Linked DNA regions of Zea mays: region 2 is linked to region 1. Evidence: chromatin contacts called from public Hi-C data. All regions are on one chromosome and are shown on one strand. Each heading gives the region's core, a stretch centred on a gene start, on an enhancer-like site or on the middle of the called end of the contact. The rest is flanking DNA. Distances are from core to core; before and after follow the strand shown.

Region 1 (5,303 bases), core at 670-3,169:
CGGACTGTCCGGTGAGCCATTCACAGGCGAACTCGTCGCTCTCGGGAGATGATTAACGGCATACGACTATAATTCACCGGACTGTCCGGTGATGCACCGGACTGTCCGGTGAGCCAACGGTCGGTCGGGCCAACGGTCGGCCGCGCGATCTGCGCGGGACACGTGGCCGAGCCAACGGCTAGAAGGGGGCACCGGACTGTCTGGTGTGCACCGGATAGTGTCCGGTGCGCCAACGGCTCTGAATCTGCAACGGTCGGCTTCGCCAAATAAGAAAAGAAATCCACACCGGACAGTGTCCGGTGGTGCACCGGACTGTCCGGTGCGCCAGGCGACAGAAGGCAAGAATTGCCTTCCTGGAATGCTCTCAACGGCTCCTAGCTGCCTTGGGGCTATAAAAGGGACCCCTAGGCGCATGGAGGAGAAGACCAAGCATCCTTAGAGCATTGTTGATCACTCACACTTCATTCTTGCGCACTTGTTCGACATTCTTAGTGATTTGAGCTCCGTTCTAGTGAGAACCTCGTGATAGTCTTTTGAGCTCAAGTCTGGGTCTTGTGTGTGCGTATTTGCCGTGAGTTTTGTGTCTTGTGTGTGTTGCTCATCCCTCCATTGCTCCGTGCTTCTTTGTGAACATCAAAGTGTAAGGGCGAGAGGCTCCAAGTTGTGGAGATTCCTCGTGAACGGGATATAGTATACAAAGCAAAAACACCGTGGTATTCAAGTGGGTCTTTGGACCGCTTGAGAGGGGTTGATTGCAACCCTCGTCCATTGGGACGCCACAACGTGGAAGTAGGCAAGTTTTATACTTGGCCGAACCACGGGATAAACCACTGAGTCTACCTGTGTTGATCTTCTTGTGGTTATTGTGTTTTGCTAAAGACTCCTCTCTAGCCACTTGGCATTATTGTACTAACTCCTAATCAAGCTTTGTGGCATTAAGTTTCAAGTTTCACAGGATCACCTATTCACCCCCCCTCTAGGTGCTCTCACATTTGCTAATGTATGTGTACCTTTTGTTTGCATATTTTGTCTTCTCAAAATTGTTGTCCAGTACAACAGTACTTATGTTTCCTTTTTGTCGTTATGTAGGTCCATACCAAGAGAAGAAATCGTTTAGAACATAAAAGGCTGGACAAATTGGTGTATGTTAGCTACAACCGAAACGTGGCAAATAGATTTTAAAGAATTAGAGAGTTGGGCTTAAAGGGAAAGAAAAGCAACCCTTTGATCCTACAAGAGTTCCAATGGAAAATGAGTGGGTTCATGAAAATGATGAGGACATTAACGATGAAAATTCTCTTTGGAGGGCTGTTGATGAAGCTATTGGTGCAACTGAGCATCTAAGGGGTAAAAATCTCCCTAGAGCTGCTGCTGGGGCTGTTAACAGAACATACACTAGAACAAGGAAGCGTATTGTTCGTCCTCCACAGTTTGGTGAATCTGATTCTGATAAAGAAATGCAATAACAAGGAGAAGAACTTGCTGTTGCATCCACTGTAGTTCCAACTGGAGATGGCCTCTTTGAACTAGCTGATGAAATGCTTGATTAGCAGTTTAGCACAACAATATAGTGTTGTGCACTCCTACTATCTTGCATTTGTTTGTTTTAATCTAGTGTCCTGTTGTCCTGCACAACAATCTAGCAGTTCATCTTATTTTAATCTTATCAGTTGACATGCATTTAATCCTGCAATCTTATTGTCATGTTGTCATGTTGTCCTACTGATATTTATAGCTTTATGTATATATACATATGCTATTGACCTCCTGTTGTAGGCATACCAGAATTGTAATCCTGGAGTTGAAATTAATGTGACAGTGTGTTGCTGTAATTGGGCTGGTGGTTGTGCTGTGCTATAGCAGGGCTGCTGTGGAATGCGCTAGGGCACCAGGAGTCCGGAACCGTGAGTGCGAGTGGGATTCCACGCAACGTGGGCTGCTGGGCCACCAAGCGCTGGTTGTAATTGGGCTGCCAGTTCGCTATATGCAGCCTTCTTTGTTTTAGCTCAATCCTATTTTAATTTTTTATTTTTATATGTTCACGTATATTATACACTATTTTTTACCAATAAACTTGGATATTCAATTGAATACCCATGAATTACAATGAGCCATCCCTGGAGGAAGAGATGCGGAGGATAGTCTCGGCAACCGTCATCAGTAACAAAGGAGCCGAACATAATAGAACGACGAACATATGATGGACGAGTCACGAGTTGAACAGAACAAGCCGTAACTGGCCTGGAGCCAGGAGCTAGAAAAGGCGCTTCAAGATCTGTACAAGTATATGTGTCCTCAATCTAGAGCCGGCTACAAATTCCCCTTTGCATCCGGTCTGCACACGATTTTTTTCCGGTGCTACAGCACAATTTCCATGTCGTAGCTAAGCTAGTTTTTTTTCTTTCCTGTTCTATTTCTTTTTCCTCTTCCATTTCTCCATGGTGTTTTTCATTTGTATTTTCTTTAATTACTTTTTGTTAAATACTTTGTTTATTTCATTTTATTTACATGTTTTCTTCTTTTTCGTTTCCTTTTGTTTTCTTCTATTTTGTTTTCCTTCATCTTTCCTTTTATGTATTTGTACATTTTTATTATTTTCACAATTTTGTTTTTAATTCTACTCTATCTTTTATTATCTTGTTTTACTTTTTGTTTTTCATATGATGATCTATGTATGGTATTTTTACTTGGTACAAATGGGATACTTTTTATATATTTTTAGTATTTATGTGTATCTATGAAATATTTTTCCTATTTTTATTTTTTTTAATTTCTATATTACATGGTTTTTGTTATTTTTATTTTACATTATGTTTGTCTACCTTTTATTATTTTTTCTCTTTATATTACTTGTTCATTCATTTATGTATTTATCTTTTTCTACATATTTTAGTTTTTTGTTATTCGTCATTTCATGTGTTTCTTGATATTATAATACTATTCATATAAACATAGAATGTTTTTTTTCTAAATTTGAAATATTGTTCTCCACTTGTCATGAATTTAGAATATTTGTGTTATGAAGGCATGACTCCTTTTTTTCATCATTTTTGTGGTGATATTCACTTAAATAGTATCTTCTATGACATAATGTACTATTATTATACTGTTTATGAGGTATATTATGAATTATTGTTATATTAGTTTGATATGTTTGGTGTTTTTATTACATTTGATGCTCTGAAGTATTATATAATATTCATGTAGCATGCATGTTCTGATTTATGCTATTTAGGGATGTTCATGTAGTATATATATGGTTTATTATGATATAAGTGTTGTATAATGTTCAATAGCATATATGTGATGTTCTAGAATATTTTTTTGTCACATATATACATATGATGTTGTATGATGTATTTTACGATGTTCAGCAGTATACATGTGATGTTTTAGGATATATGTTTTTAACTTAAATCATTTGTCCTATAACGTATATGATTAATAAAGAATATACTATCTTCACAAAAAATATCATTTAATATTTTTTAATATACCAAGTGGGATCTTGTTTTGAAAGAACAATGGCGCTATTGAAATATAATTTTGAAATCAGTTTAGGAAATACGACCTTTTCAAACTTTTAAATGCTTTTGTATATTAATGGTGCCAGCAAAAGTATTCACATGCATGCATGCATGTACTTCTCACTTTTCACCTGTATGCGCTGTTGTATTGTATGTAGGCGCTGCTTAGCGTATCCGCTTTTTACACGGCCCAACATACAGTCTTTGGCTTGGCCCACTTAACAAACTATACTTATTATTATTTTCTGGTCGGCGCGTGATGGGTGCCATGGGAGCCACTTGGTTAGTGCATATGAGGCTGATCTCCAGCAGGCAGCAGTTCACCTATCTAATTTCCTATCTCATCTACTATTTTAAACTCCACTCTATAAAATATTCTCATCTACTATTTTAAACTCCACTCTATAAAATATAAACAATGTATCCATAATGTAAAATAATATTTTACATGGCCATAACATGATATGTTAGACCTAATTGTGACAAGTAAAGCACGAACACTAAAGGCCGTGACCCGTGAGAGAACATCTTTTCTGCATTCGTTTTTATGTCAACATCAAATCAAATCAAATGTAAATTTGTCAAAGAGGTTTGAACAAGTCTTGACCTGTAGGATCTGAGGATGCAGTTCGCAATCAAAGATCTACTTTTGATATCATGGATTTTATTACTCTCCAAGAAGAAACCAAGCTGAAACTGAAGGTGGAATGCTAGAAACAAAACAAATCAAGGGGAAGGGGAAAGGAAGTACACCGCTGAAGAATTATGCACTTCTGTTTTGTATCACTTTTGCCAAATGCAGAAGTTAAAATCATTTCAGCCCCTCTTAGGCCCAAGACAACATGGAAAACGGAGACCACCTCCAAATGGGGTTTTACAAAATCAATTGTGATGGCAAGTTCTTGCATAATAGAAAACCTGGAGGATGAGGATGCATAATCCGAGATCACAAAGGAGCCTTTATGGCAGCTGCTGCAGGGCCTTTGCAATTTCTTCTAAGTGCCCTTCATGATGTAAATGTGGCTTCTTTAGAAGGATTGGAACTGACAGCATCTGTTGCCTGTTGGCATGCAGAGTGTTTATTGAATAAGAGGCCCAGACCTTGGTATTATGGTATATGTACTTTCTTCTATAGATTTTGATCGATTAGAGGTAGGGAGTGTTGTTCAGGGAAATAAAAATTCATATGACCTTTAGTTTCATATATCGTAATATTGTCAAGTCTCATAGAACTTGTAAAGTAGCTGTTTGTCTAGGATCTTTTGGTGCTTGTTTGAATGTGGGTAATTCTAGGTTGTGGCTAGATCAGGCAGCAGAGTTTGTAATTCGTCACGTTTCCAGTGATTTACCAAACAGGTTAATTAACGGAATTGTGTTTCCATCTCAAAAAACAAATGTTCTCTTTTTAAAAACAGACCATGAGTTTATCGCCAAAGCCGCTTGCAGTTTTTTTTTTTTGAAAAAAAGTCCAAACATATCAACAAGTATGTAGTGTACGTGAGTGTGATAGCGTGATACTGTATATCGACTTTTTGCTGAGGAGACAAAAAACGATGCACACATACAACTATTACACATACAAGTCAGCTCATCAGGTGTTCACCTTATAAGACTAACTCTCCGTCTTGTTCAATTTTTTTAAACCTGCTTCTGCTTTAAAAATGCATAAGCTGAACTAAAGAGATTCACTTTTCTACTACTACTTTGAAAAAACATTTTTAGTACAAATTTGAAACCGGCTTGAATATTACTTAAAATAAGGCTAAAAATAATTAA
Region 2 (5,180 bases), core at 166-2,665, 170 kb after region 1:
ACCGGCATAACAGCTAGCTTGGGCAGGTTTACTGCAATCGCATGGACGAAAACGAAGCTGTCAAGTGCCAACTAAAAAAAAATTCCTGGCTCGTGACACAAACCGATGGCCACCAGCTGAGCTGAGTAGCCGACGCTCCTTGCGCTGCTCTTTCTGGTGTGGTCGATTCAACCAAAAGCTAGCTAGTACTTCCTCCGTTTCGTTTTAGTTGTCGCTGGATAGTGTAAAATTCAACTATCCAACGACAATTAAAAAGAAATGGAGGCTAGCAGTAGTAGCATCCAAGCAGCTACACCACTCTCTTTCTTGTAATCTTTGTTTGGCTAAACTTGCATTGGAGCAGCCATCAGCAGACCCCCGCCATCCGTGACTGGGGGAGACGATTAGCAGGAGACTTGTTCAACAAAAGGAGAGGCATGTGCGATACGTGCATGCGCCGACAGAAGCATCGCACGTCCATGTGGGGGCACCCGCATCCCCTGCTGCCGCCGCCGCTGCCTGCATCCTCTCCCTCTCGCTCCCGTAGCACTGATAGATAGCCGAGCAGCACCAACAACAGGTCCCTGCTAGTGCAGCGTATGATGTGATGCACAGTTGGTAGCGCACGCAGCCACCGCATCCTCTGCAGTGTCTTTGCCCAGTTCGCAAGTCAGTGTTTCCAAAGGACAGAGCCTAGTAGTAGTAGCTAGTCAAGCATTGGAGGCATCGCGATCTAGCTGCCGAGCCCTTTGAGTACAACGTCAATTGGACCTTGCAAACTTGTTGTGCAGCAAATTGCTGCGTAGGTAGGGGAGGATGGAACTGAACTGGATGGGAGAAGACGCGAGAGAATCTCGAGTGTCAATGCCCATCAATTGGCCAGCGTCACGTAATCTCCCGATCGGTGGTCAATGCAATGCACCTTCCCCCCCCCCCCCCCCCCCCCCCCCCCCCCCCAAATTATTCCGCGCACACGATTAATTACGTGCCACTTAATTCTTTTTTTTTTTTGTTGTTGCCACCAATGAACTGTAACTCCTACAGCTACAGGCAAGCTTGCCGCTTGCGCTTCCCCTGTGCGCGAGAATTCAAGAATTGCCGAGCAGCACGCCCAGATCCTATTGATCTCCGTATTCAATCCTGCCAGTTATGCGGATGCAAATTTCTTCTCTCTCTCTCTATTTACAGGCCACGGCGTTTGCTTGGAGCAGTTATTTTCTGCTTATATTGTGGATCTTCAGTTTTTCAAGTGTCTCTTGAACGCCCCTAATTTTGGTAAAAGCCTGGCCCTGTGCTGTACGTATTTAAGCAACTTTCTCACCTCCTCCGATCCCACTCGTCCCTTCGTTGCTAGGTGGAGAAGACCGATGCTTGTCACCTACTCCTTTTTAGGTCCCACTACTCTCCCCTCTCACACTTCTTCCGCCTCTTTTCCCGTCAGATTATTGTTATCCTTGAGTGAGTGAGGCCCAAAGGCAGCAGCACGTACAGAGCAAGCGAAGGGAGAACTCAAGCGAGGGAGGCAGAGGGCGAAGCTAAGCAAGCAGCTAGCTGCTCACTGCTTGCTCTGTGCTGGTCGTTTGCTCTGTGCTGGTCGCGTTCCGTTTGCAGGAACTCCTTGCCTGGTGATGGACAGGCACACCTGCAGGCTCTGCTTCCGGCGGTTCCACAACGGCCGCGCGCTGGGCGGCCACATGCGCTCCCACGTCATGGCCGCGTCGTCGGCTGCAGCGCGCTCGCCGCTGCCGCGGCAGCAATCGCCGCCGTTCTCCCTGGCGTCCACCTCGTCGACGGAGATGGGCGACGGGCCGGCGCGGCAGAAGCCACTCGCGGCGCCGTGCGTCGCACGCGAGGGCGCCACGAAAGCGTTCGGCTTTCCTGGACTCTCCGGCGGCGGCAGGCCCGCCCGCGGCGAGTCTTCGGTCGTGCAGGACGGGGAGAGCGACACGGAGTCGTCCCCGCGGTTCGCCGTGAGCCGGCGACGCTCAAAGCGGGCGCGCCGGCGCGCGCCCCCGCCGGCGGTGGCGTCCTCCGATCCCGAGCAGCCAGCGAGCAGCGTCTCCGACGCGACGCCGGAGGAGGACGTGGCCATGTCGCTCGTCATGCTGTCCCGGGACTCGTGGACGCGGTCCAGATCCGGCTGGGGCCCGGCGAGCTCGGAGGCGGCGGAGCAGGACCACGACGACGACGGTGTCCGCTCGCTCGTCGGCGCGGACTATGCCGATCACGAGCACGGCGTCGCGCGCTCGGACCACGGCAGGCACCAGTGCGGCGCGTGCAGGAAGGTGTTCCGGTCGTACCAGGCGCTCGGCGGCCACCGCGCCAGCGTCAAGAGAGGAAAGGGCGGGTGCGTGCCGGTGCCGGTGCCGCCTCCCGCCGCGCCGTCGTCCAAGGCTCGCCGCGCCGAGAACGGCCCGGCGGTCCACGAGTGCCCGTTCTGCTTCCGCGTGTTCGAGTCGGGACAGGCCCTGGGCGGCCACAAGCGCGCGCACATGCCGTCCGGCGCGCCCGCCCCACGGCCCCCGTCCCCTTGGACGCCAGCGAAATGCGGCGACAGCTCCATGTCCATCGACCTCAACGTGCCGGCCGCGACGGACGACGACTTCGAGCTCTCCGCCGTGTACGACACCGAGTTCGGCGGCAACAGACAGTGAGGCCAGCTGCTGACCCGATCCGACCGATACTTACTGCTACGACGCCAACTTCAGACCGGCTGATGCTCTTGCGCAGCTGCTGCGGTAAAGGGCTTGGGTCCCTTCCAATCCATGCAAGAATTAGACGGAGAGTAACAGTTGAGCATTTTTTTTTGTTTTGTTTTGTTTTGTTTGGTCTGTTACTCCACTGCGATTGTTAGTCTGGCAGGTACGTACCTAAATTAGATGAGCAGTACATTCATATTATTTTCGTTCTCTTGTAGGAGTACCAAAAAATCGAAGTGGCCCATTACTTGGATTTTGTTATTGAGAAGTGCATTCACCATGTCCCATTTTAAACTCTGCTGCGTCCTTGAACCTCAAAGCACAACTGCACAGTATCATATAGTTAGTGGTGGATTTAGGAATGGAGGAAGTTACTAAGCCGACCACTGTGGCGCTGGTGGCTTGGTGTAACACCCAAAATCTTATGTTGGTAATTTAGGGCTTGTTCGTTTCTGTCGGATTGGTGGGTCGGAACGATTCCAAACCGGATTGCTTCTCTAATTTATATAAACTTTGATTGAGTGGAACGATTCCAGGTGCAATCCGACACAAACGAACAAGCCCTTAGAGAGATCTCCCAGAATACTTAGAATAAAATGACTTCTAAATAATAAATTCCTTCTTTATAAATTACGTTTTCCTAAAGCAAATAACTAGTAACATTAAAAGTTTGGTAATTCAAAACATAGATCCAAATTTGAACTTAAAGCTAAATAGAAAACATGAACAACAAATAGAGGAAGAACCTTTAATCTATCTAATTGTTCCCTTAAACACCCTTCAAAAATAAATATATGCATTTAAATTAAAATAGTTCGTGGTACATGTAATATATATTTGTTTTTTACTGTTTTAAAAGAAAATAAATAATGAAATTTAGAGTATACATTCCTAATGAGTATCTTATAAAAAAATATGTGTATGTGGTTTATATTTTGAGGCATGTACATAACCAAATATTAATATAAATATAATACAACATTTGCATTTTCATGCTGGAGTTTTATGTTGTGTATATTATCTTGAATTAAAAACTTGAACGCAAATTTGAATTTGAGAGGGGAATTAGAAAATAGCAAAGAAATCAGGGAAAAAGTAAAAAGAAAAGAAGGAAACCCCTCTCTGGGCCAAAACTACATAAACTGGCCTAGTAAACATTCCCTTAGCCCATTTCGGCCCAACCCCGCCCGCGCGCACCCTGTGCCGACTTGTCGGCCCCCCTCGCCAGCCGCGCCCTCGCGATCGTGTATTCCCCCTCGCTCGCTGACATGTGGGCCCCTGGCGTCAGGCCGTCTTCTTCGCTGAAGCTGTTGCAACGACGCCCGATCTTTGCGGCAACCCAATTCCTCCAACCAAGCTCGGACTCCTGAATTCGGGCTATAAAACGTGCGCGCGCGGCACACACGTCGAGGGCGGGATCTCGCAGAGAACCACACAGAAGGGCCACCATTACCGAGCCCGCGTGAAGAAGAATACCGCCTGGATGAATTGAGGATGCTCTGGCGTCGGGCTCGCGATATCCTGGCTGGGTGCTCCACGGGGTCCTCTGGGAGGTACTGCAAGGGAAATGTGCCCGTGGGCCATTTCTATATTGTCTTGGTGATTAAGTGTCCAACACATAGTGAGTGAAATGTTATGTGCCAAACAAGCAAAAGATGCAAATCATGTAACAAGGTACGTTTCTAGACTTAGTACATTGTTTTGAGTACTAACATATGTTGTCTAAGTGTTAGAAACAGGAGAAAATAGATTGGGAAAGAGTTGGTTGTGTACAGCCAACTACAGCTCGGTCTGGGTGCACCGGACTGTCTGGTGGTGCACCGGATAGTGTCCGGTGTGCTAGACGAGTCCAAGGTGAATCGGCCGCTCTCGGGACTCGACGACGGCGTACAGCTATAATTCACCGGACTGTCCGGTGGTGCACCGGACTGTCCGGTGAGTCGTCTGCGGCGGAGTCGTCGCTCTCGAGAAAAGTTCAACGGCGTACGGCTAAAATTCACCGGACGGTCCGGTGAGCCAACGGTCGCCAGCGCAACGGTCGGTCGCGCAATCCGTGGGCGACGCGTGGCCCACGCCAACGGTCGGCAGGGGGCACCGGACTGTCTGGTGTGCACCGGACAGTGTTCGGTGCGCCAACCAGCCCGGAGTTGCAACGGTCGGCTGCTCCAGAAATGGAAGGAAATCGCGCACCGGACATGAACAGTGGCTGTCTGGTGGTGCACCGGACTGTCTGGTGCGCCACCCGACAGAATGCAAGATTAGCCTTCCAAGATTGTCTCCAACGGCTCCTAGCTGCCTTGGGGCTATAAAAGGGACCCCTAGGCGCAGGGAGGAGTAACCCAAGCATTCACTAAGCAATTCTAAGTCTCCACACTTCGTCTCCACGCACTCGATCGATCGTGTTAGTGATTTGAGCTCCGTTCTAGCTATGAACTCTCTGTGCTTCATTTGAGCTTAAGTCTTGGCTTGTGTGCGTGTGTGTACTGCGGATTTGTGTGTGTT

Evidence for each region. A called contact is a pair of places that touch in the nucleus more often than the background predicts.
Region 2: a contact with region 1 is called in a Hi-C map of ear, with 2.6 times the contacts expected there. The contact joins the promoter of LOC100191873 here to the enhancer-like site in region 1. A contact is called at or near these places in 3 of 25 Hi-C or Micro-C datasets (ear, leaf and tassel).

Annotation. Positions count from the first base shown.
Region 1 is chr1:93,164,027-93,169,329 of Zm-B73-REFERENCE-NAM-5.0, forward strand. No RefSeq gene overlaps it. Among protein-coding and RNA genes, the nearest start is that of TRNAL-AAG, 3.4 kb to the right of the region's middle. Within about 2 kb of position 1,920, at least 15 of the 20 cell types and tissues checked have an H3K27ac peak or open chromatin away from gene starts, as enhancers often do. A contact at or near this core is called in ear, leaf and tassel, where this site is marked.
Region 2 is chr1:93,339,175-93,344,354 of Zm-B73-REFERENCE-NAM-5.0, forward strand. It overlaps LOC100191873 (Zinc finger protein ZAT9), which reads left to right and starts at 1,416. Exons shown (of 1, transcript NM_001137297.1): 1 at 1,416-2,924. The coding sequence starts at 1,608. The coding sequence ends at 2,633.